Regions from separate parts of the Sus scrofa genome. Here region 1 is linked to region 2. The links are chromatin contacts, called in public HiChIP or PLAC-seq maps. All regions are on one chromosome and are shown on one strand. The core of a region is the stretch at or near the end of the contact, and the rest is flanking DNA. Distances in the headings are between cores, read along the strand shown.

Region 1 (3,857 bases), core at 1,165-3,664, 760 kb before region 2:
ACCCATCCACTGTGCGGGTACACAAAGATCTCAACCTGCTGGGTGAGTTTCACATTGAAAACAAAGTGCCGGCAAGGTGGGACTTACACTGCACTCACAGTGGATATGTTCAAACTTGATCCTCATTCACTACTAAGGATACCACTGGATTCTGACATCCCTGTCTCTACAGGACATTAGTCTCAAAATGACAACCTTTTTCTTTTTTTCTTTTTTGGTCACAATAAGGACCTCTTCCCTGGAGACTGCAGTAACAGAGGGGGACTGAAATGGGCATTAGTTTCACTCAACAATGGGCTGAACAGACACAGAAAAAAAAAAAAAAAGAAGTATCTGCAGTTATGACCATCCCAGCTAATTACAGCCTCTTGTACTAATTTTCAAAAATAAACATACAATTAATTTCTTATAAATGTAAGTTGCTAAATATACCCTGTCTCACTGTTGGGCACCAGAACTTTATATACACTTTTAAGAAAAAAGTACATTAAAATGAAAATGGATAACAGATCTTTCTTCTGAAATAATGACTTACAAAGCCTTTAATTTGGTGAATTTTTAAGTCTTCAAAATAACTTACCAGCTCATGACTTTTATTTTTATTTTGCCCAAACAACATTAACGCTACCCTTAATGTAGACCTCTTTTTGCCAAGCTTTATCTTTTGAAAAAGCTCAAATGGACAGAAAAATCACGAGAAAAGTACAGTCATAATTTTTTAAACACTCATTCCGAGTTTATATTTTCAAAATTTCAGGCTCCTAAGGATTAAGAAGTATATACCCTTACATAAATGTAAATAAGGCATACATCTGTATTCACAAAAGCATTACTACTCAATTATTTGTGTATTAGAAACAAATCCTGGGTATTGTAGTAACATAACAAGGAAAGGAATGTATTGCCATTTAAAAAAAAACAACAACACTTTTTCTCGCCAGTGTGAGGCAATGTCTAAGTCAATAGCCAACTAGGCGACAGTCTCACGTCTTTAGTTTAAAATTGCCTGGGAGAACAGCATCTTTTTTTTTTTTTTTTTAACAAGTCATTCTAGAATATATTCTTATCGAAAACAGTTTCAAACAAGAATACAATTTTAATTTCAAATTCAAGGGGCGGGGGGGATGTATTTACGTCAGTCTCCTGAGTCACTCTGTGCCTCAGGTGGAAGACTGAAGTCAAGATACCCTCAAGCAAGTTCTGGAACTTTGGGAGGTAAAAGTCCTTAGAGATCCTAAGAGACCCCCCCATCCAAGCTTGCCAAAGGCCCCCTGGCGTCCGACCAAGCGTGATCAGCAGAGTGAAACCAGGCTCTCAGCCCTGGAAGCCGGGCGGAGGCCGCGGTGGGGCCTGGCCCGGGCCTCCGAGGCTGACCAGGCCGATCGCCCCTCGCCTCCTGGCCCACGGCCCCTCGAATCCAGCCGGTGGACCGGACCTGGCACCATGGGGCGGGTCGCACTTCCCGCCCGACCTCCGGAAACCAGATGCAGCCCAGAGAGGACAGTCCTCCCCGGGGCCTCCCCCTCGCCCCGACGCCGGCCAAGGGCGGGCCTGGGGAGGGGGCTCCTGGGACGCGGCAGGCCGACTCCTGAGAGCTGGTGTCCACTTGGGGGTCTGTACGTTCCCAGTGGCCTTCACTGACCTCTGGGACACCGGCGCGGGCGGGCTGTGGCCGGCAGGCACCCTGCTCCTCGCGTCCCCGCAGCCCGGCCCAGTCCAGCCCGCCACCCCCATCCCCGAAGCCCTGTCCCGCCGCTCGCCGTCGGGGCGCGGGGGGGGTGGGGGTGGGGGGAAGTGCTGGCCAGAGTGCAGCTCGGGTCCCGCTTACCTTGGGGCCCTCGGGGGCACGCGCGGGTCGTTCCACGTCGTGGTGCGGCTGTTGTGGTCCACGAAGAAGGGCCAGCCGGTTTGCGGATCGATCTTGATTTCCCAGCCGGGGGGCAGGGGGTCGCGGTCGCCGGCGCCGTTGCCGGACGCCATCTGAACCATCGGCGAGTGGGTGGCAGCGCTCATGCTGGGTCGGGGTCGGCCCGGAGGGGCAGCCGCCGGGGTGCCGGGTCACAGGGTCGCGGGGTGCCGGACTTCCAGGCGCAGAGTGGCTCGCTGGCCGAGGCCGGAGCTAGAGTCTTGTGGGCTGCCGACGTGTCCGGGAAGCCGGCGCTGGGCACCTTTATGAATTAAAGGAGGGGGTGACGTGGCCGGAGAGGGCTGGAAGTGTCTGGAAATAGCCTCCACGCTGCCAAAGGGGAAGGAGGAGATAAAGGGAGGTAGCAACTGGCCGGCTAGAAACTTCTGGTCCCATCCAGAGAAGTTGGCGGCGGCGAGGGCTGGATGCGGAGCTCCGCCCTGAGTCATCGGCTATAATCGTGGCGGGGCGGGGCGTGGGCGTGGTCACGGGCGTGGCCTCCCTGCCGCCCCTCCTCCACCCCACCTCCTCCCTCGCGCCAGCTTCCTGGGTGGGTGTCACCCGGCTGAGACAGCCTCAGGGTGGGCCAAGGTGCACCCGAGGCATCTCCCTGATGCTGGCTGACTGGACCAGCGAGCCCCAGGGACGTCGTCTTTGTGTCCTGGGCGGTTTCGGTTTTCAGACTGCCTCTTCCTGTTCTTAGGACTGGGAGTCCGCACTCAAGAGTATCTGCTGCAGTTCCTTATAAAAACAAAGTCATCGTTAGCCTTTAAAGTCTTTGGGTTTAAACCAGAGTCTCTCCCCACCTCTCATTTGTACCCCCATATACTGATACTCGGGGCACTGGTGTCCCTCCGTTATGTTTTAATCACTTTTCTCCCTTGGGCTTAACGGCTGTCGGAAGGAGCGCTGGAATGTTGACCTGACACAGTAACCAAGCCAGGGGAAAAATGGAAGTGCAAATGGAAACTCACCTGCCTTTCTTTCAAAAAAACCTGAAGACAGAAAGATTGCATCAGCCCATGGTTTTATGCTCCTGAACCTCATAACTCAAATAAGAAACTATCATTGCTGAACAACTTTAAAGAAAAAAACACATTATTTGGAGTTTTGGTCTTTTTTATGGTAGAGGTTGGTTCTTGCTGTCTTAAAATTTGAGCTTTACTTGAGAAGTAGGGAACAAATTGAATCATTAAATGTATTTGTTGGGTTGTTTCAATAATCGCACTTGCAGCCTGAACCCAACACCTCAATTCCTCTGGGAGAGAGAGTGTGTGCCCCCCAGAGGGAGAATGTTGGGGAGGTACTAGTTTAAATCTTTGGGCCTGAGACTCATTCCTTTCTCCAGAAGCACTTTGAGAAGGTGCCATGGCTTAATACTGGGCCCAATTTTCCAACTCAAATGCAGAGACTACCCAGGAACCCTCAGAGGCAATACCTTTCCTCTCTTCCTGCCCTCAAATTACTCCTTTTGGAGCAAACGATAAGAGGCCTACCAATCATTTCCAATGGAATGATTCTCACTTACACAGGTGTTCTTATCAGCTTTAAAGTACAAAATTCAGTTTTGGGAAAACGCAGAGACGATTAAGCCCCAAGGACTGACTCAGGTACCAAACACACAAGAGACTGATGTATAAACCCAAATGCCAGTGCACTAATTTACCCTAAGTACTACTATTGAAGGAGCTGGACCCTCAAGCGCCTTATTCAGTGGCTTTTTTGGAGGGGAGTCGCACCCCAAGCTTATGGAAGTTCCCAGGCTAGGGGCTGAATTGGAGCTGTAGCTGCTGGCCTTCGCCAGAGCCGCAACAACACCAAATCCAATCCGTGTCTGCAACCTACGCTACAGCTCACAGCAATGCCAGATCCTTAATACACTGAGCAAGGCCAGGGATCAAATCCACATCCTCATGGATACTAGCTGGACTCGTTACTGCTGAGCCACGAT
Region 2 (3,734 bases), core at 28-2,527:
GTCTATGGATGACAAACTATCGGGTTGTTCATCTGAAAAAGACTATAATTGGTCATTCTGCTTCCTTTTCTTGCTGGGCATAGAATTCTCAGGTTACATATTTGTCTCCTTAGCATTTCATTCAATAGTTTTTTACTTGAAAAAAATTTTTTTTCTTTTCATATTCACCAAATGTCCCAAGGCCAGAGAATTAGTATAGTTCCAAGCCTGGATAATTAAAAAAAGTGTGCTGATTCCAAAATTTTGTCATTAAATATTATGAGGGCGTATTGTCTGAAGTTAAATCATAAGCGATTGCTATAAATGTTTCATTAAGTATTTTACAGAATATATGGGGAAAATATGTGTAGAGAAGCTGAATCAAATGGGGACACTGAAGTCTATCACAGACAATTTCTGAAGTAATTCTGAAGTAATTCTTCACATCTGTGGAAATAAAAGACATGCTTAAATGTAATAAAGGGTTTTTCTAGGCCACCTTATCACCAGCAATGAGAATGATTTTCACAATAAACAATTACGACCTATATTGTCACATAATATACAGCTATTGCTATAATTTGAGAATTCAGAGAAATCAAAGAAATTACAATAGTTACATAGTCTTTATCTGTCCTTCAAGACTCTCATAACATAACCTCAAATTCATAGTGAGATTTGTGACCAGCATACGGAGAGTGGCATTTTTGGTAAATTTTTTGGCCTCAGGTACGCAGAGTTAAGGAACTTAAAAAAATCCACTAATAGCTCAAACGCATTAATTTTTTTAAGCCACCCTGCTGTTTCGGTTGTCACTCTTGATTTTGAGGGTTTGGATCACTTGGGCTGAGGCCTGGGAGCAAAGGCCGCCCAGGCCAGACCCATCCGTTTTATAGCGCGAGACCCCGAGTCTCTAATGGCCTGCGAGTTCCGTAGTCAGGCAAAGGCCGGGCTGCGAGGCCCTTTGCGGTGCGAAGGCTCGGCATTTCGGGAGAGCCAAAGAAAAACACCACCAAGACGCTGAGCCTGGGTTACACGAACCAGCGGGGAGTCTCTGGGCGCATCTTCAGCAGCCAGTTGGACCCCCCGTCGTCCAGGTAACCAAACTGAGAACGCGCGTGCGCAGCCAAACTCCTCTATCACGTGAGGGTAGGCCGGGGGCGGGGGCGGCGAATCCTCCTCCTGACTGGTCTCCCAGTCACTCTCTGCGCGTGGCCAGCAGAGGCTCTACTGCTTGGAGGTGACGCACAGCGCCCGCCCCTTTTTGCTTAGCTTTCTCGCGGTTGGTTCCTCGCGCCACGTGCCCTCCTGGGCCGCTCCCCCAGCTGCCCTTTCCAACTGCCTGTTGGAAGCTGCTGTAAAATGTCGTGAGGGGCGCTGCCGCTTTACGGCTGCCTCTCCCCAGACTGAGCCCGGGAGCGACCGACCACCGCGGTCAGCGCTGTCTGTAAGAGTCGGCCCGGTGGAGACGGAGAGCCCCGGTGCACTGCTGCCCTCCCTGCCGTGCCCGTTCCGGCCCTCGGCGATGTGAGCTCGAGGAGGCTGCGGTGCCCCCCCCTCCCCCGGCCGGGGTTGAGACAGGCGGCAGGTGCCTGTGAGGCAGGCGGGTGCTGGGGGCCTGCAGGATGGAGGAAAGCATGGAAGAGGAGGAGGGGGGCAGCTACGAGGCGATGATGGACGACCAGAACCACAACAACTGGGAGGCCGCCGTGGACGGCTTCCGGCAGCCCCCGCCACCCCCGCCGCCCCCCTCTTCGATCCCAGCTCCTGCCCGAGAGCCTCCGGCGGGTCAGCTGCTGACGATGCCTGCGGTCTCCGTGGACAGGAAAGGCCCCAAGGAGGGGCTCCCGATGGGGCCTCCGCCACCGCCGGAGGCCAATGGGGTGATCATGATGTTGAAGAGCTGCGACGCGGCCGCCGCCGTGGCTAAGGCGGCCCCCGCCCCCACCCCCAGCTCCACCATCAACATCAACACCTCCACCTCCAAGTTCTGTGAGTCCAGCCTTTCGCCAGCAGCCTTAGCTTTTCTCCTCCCCGCTCGGACGTCGAACCCACCCCCTCGGCCAGCCCCGCTTCCTTTGTTTCTGGCCTGGGTCTCTCCTCCCCTCCCCGACTCCCTCCCCCATTCGCTTGGTGTCTGCGGCCAGCTCTGAAGCGGCCCTGGCTTCTTGTATTACCTGGCTTAGAGGAGCAGTCTGATTGTGCACACTGCCCCAAGTTCTCCTACAAACGCGATCGTATCACAACTGGCTATCTCTCAACGTTAGGAAGCTCTTTTCTTCTCCATTCTCCCTTAAGTTTCACTTTCAAACAAGAAAGGAAAATAAGGCTGCCTTAATTTCGTTAGGGAGAGGCCTTCATTCGTTTTTTGCAGCCAGAGGAAAAAGAAACCTGGTGACTTGTGTTCCTGTGCTTTTAGCCAGTCTGCGTTAAACAAGTCAGAAATTAGAAAGTTGACCTGTTCTACACTTCGTTCTTCCTCCAGTGTACGCCTTCTGCATCCTGCTAGGGAAATGTAGGAGTTGCTTCTTGAGTAACACCAGTGCAGCGGGAGCTGCGACATCAGTTTTGAAGTTAATAATGTATAAAATTACTTTTTCAAAGCCTACACTGGTAAGAATAAGCCATTCGGTGTGTGACCAAGTCCAAGGTTATGTTGAATGTTGAACTTTATGTTAGTGATCTGCCTTAACTCTCAGTTGCAGGCAGAAAGATTTAGGACCAAACTCTGTTTTGTAACTGAAACTGTCTTCACAGTTGTTGTATGCTTCCACAGCTAGAAAAAAGAGTGCTTTTGCTTTTTAAGTGGGGTTTTTTGGAGGGTAGTGGTTGTGAAAATAGATCGTCACAGCCAGATTTTTCTCTCCTATTAATAATGCAAGTTTTGAATGACATCTGGTAAAGCAACTGGAGATTTCATTTCTAGTTACTAATTTTATCAAGCTGAACCACTAATTGTCCAATTAGCTGTGCAGAGAAAGTATCTGCCTTGCTGCCGATACACAGTCAGAGCCTTACATATTTTTTTTTTTTTTGAACAAGCACTTAATTTTATTTGCCTTTGAGATACTGCTTTAGACAAAAACACTCATGTAGGTATGATTGGTAAGATTTGTCTGTGGTTATTTTTCCCCCATATTGTGCGCACACGAGAGTAATGATTGTATCATAGTTTGTCTGTTGAAGGCTCAGTGGTGAAACCAGACCAGGGATAGAGTGGCAGGACAGCTTATCTAAATGCTGGAGGAAGCTTGCTTTAGTGCTTCAACAAAGTTCTTTTGAATAGTTCTAGAAAACATCATAAAGCTAAGAGCAGAAATTAGTAAAATTAGGAACAAAGATTTGCCAAACCAAAATATTGGGGTTTTTTTTGAAGATTAATAAGCTAAACAGACCTCTGATTTAAAAAAAAAGATGCATATGAAATAAGTGATAAATGGGAAATTACTACAAACATGATACGTTTAAAAAAGGATTTTAGGAGTTGCTATAGGTTTATAAATTTGAAAGCCTTAGGGGAAATGTATAAATTCTTAGAAAACTACAAACCAAGAAAGTTGGTATCAGAAGAAATAGATAGCTTCAGCTGACTAATAAATATTTAATAAACTGAAATGGTAAAACCTCCTCTCTCAAAAACTCTGGATAGAGGTAATCTTACAAGTGAATTGCACTGAACTTTTAAACAACAATTCCTTTTTACAAGTTGTTCTGGGAAATAGAAAAGAGAGAGAGGCGCCAAGCTCATTTTATGA

What was found. HiChIP or PLAC-seq counts read pairs in DNA pulled down with a chosen protein or histone mark.
Region 1: an H3K27ac HiChIP or PLAC-seq map of alveolar macrophages shows a contact between it and region 2. The contact joins the promoter of BAG3 here to the promoter of CACUL1 in region 2. A contact is called at or near these places in 1 of 47 Hi-C or Micro-C datasets (heart right ventricle) and 1 of 2 datasets of contacts at active chromatin or transcription factors (alveolar macrophages).

Annotation. Positions count from the first base shown.
Region 1 is chr14:129,508,797-129,512,653 of Sscrofa11.1, reverse strand. It overlaps BAG3 (BAG family molecular chaperone regulator 3), which reads right to left and starts at 2,414. Exons shown (of 5, transcript XM_021073458.1): 1 at 1,825-2,414; 2 at 1,643-1,822. The coding sequence starts at 2,013.
Region 2 is chr14:128,746,648-128,750,381 of Sscrofa11.1, reverse strand. CACUL1 (CDK2-associated and cullin domain-containing protein 1) reads left to right here and starts at 1,277. Exons shown (of 9, transcript XM_003483565.4): 1 at 1,277-1,971. The coding sequence starts at 1,605.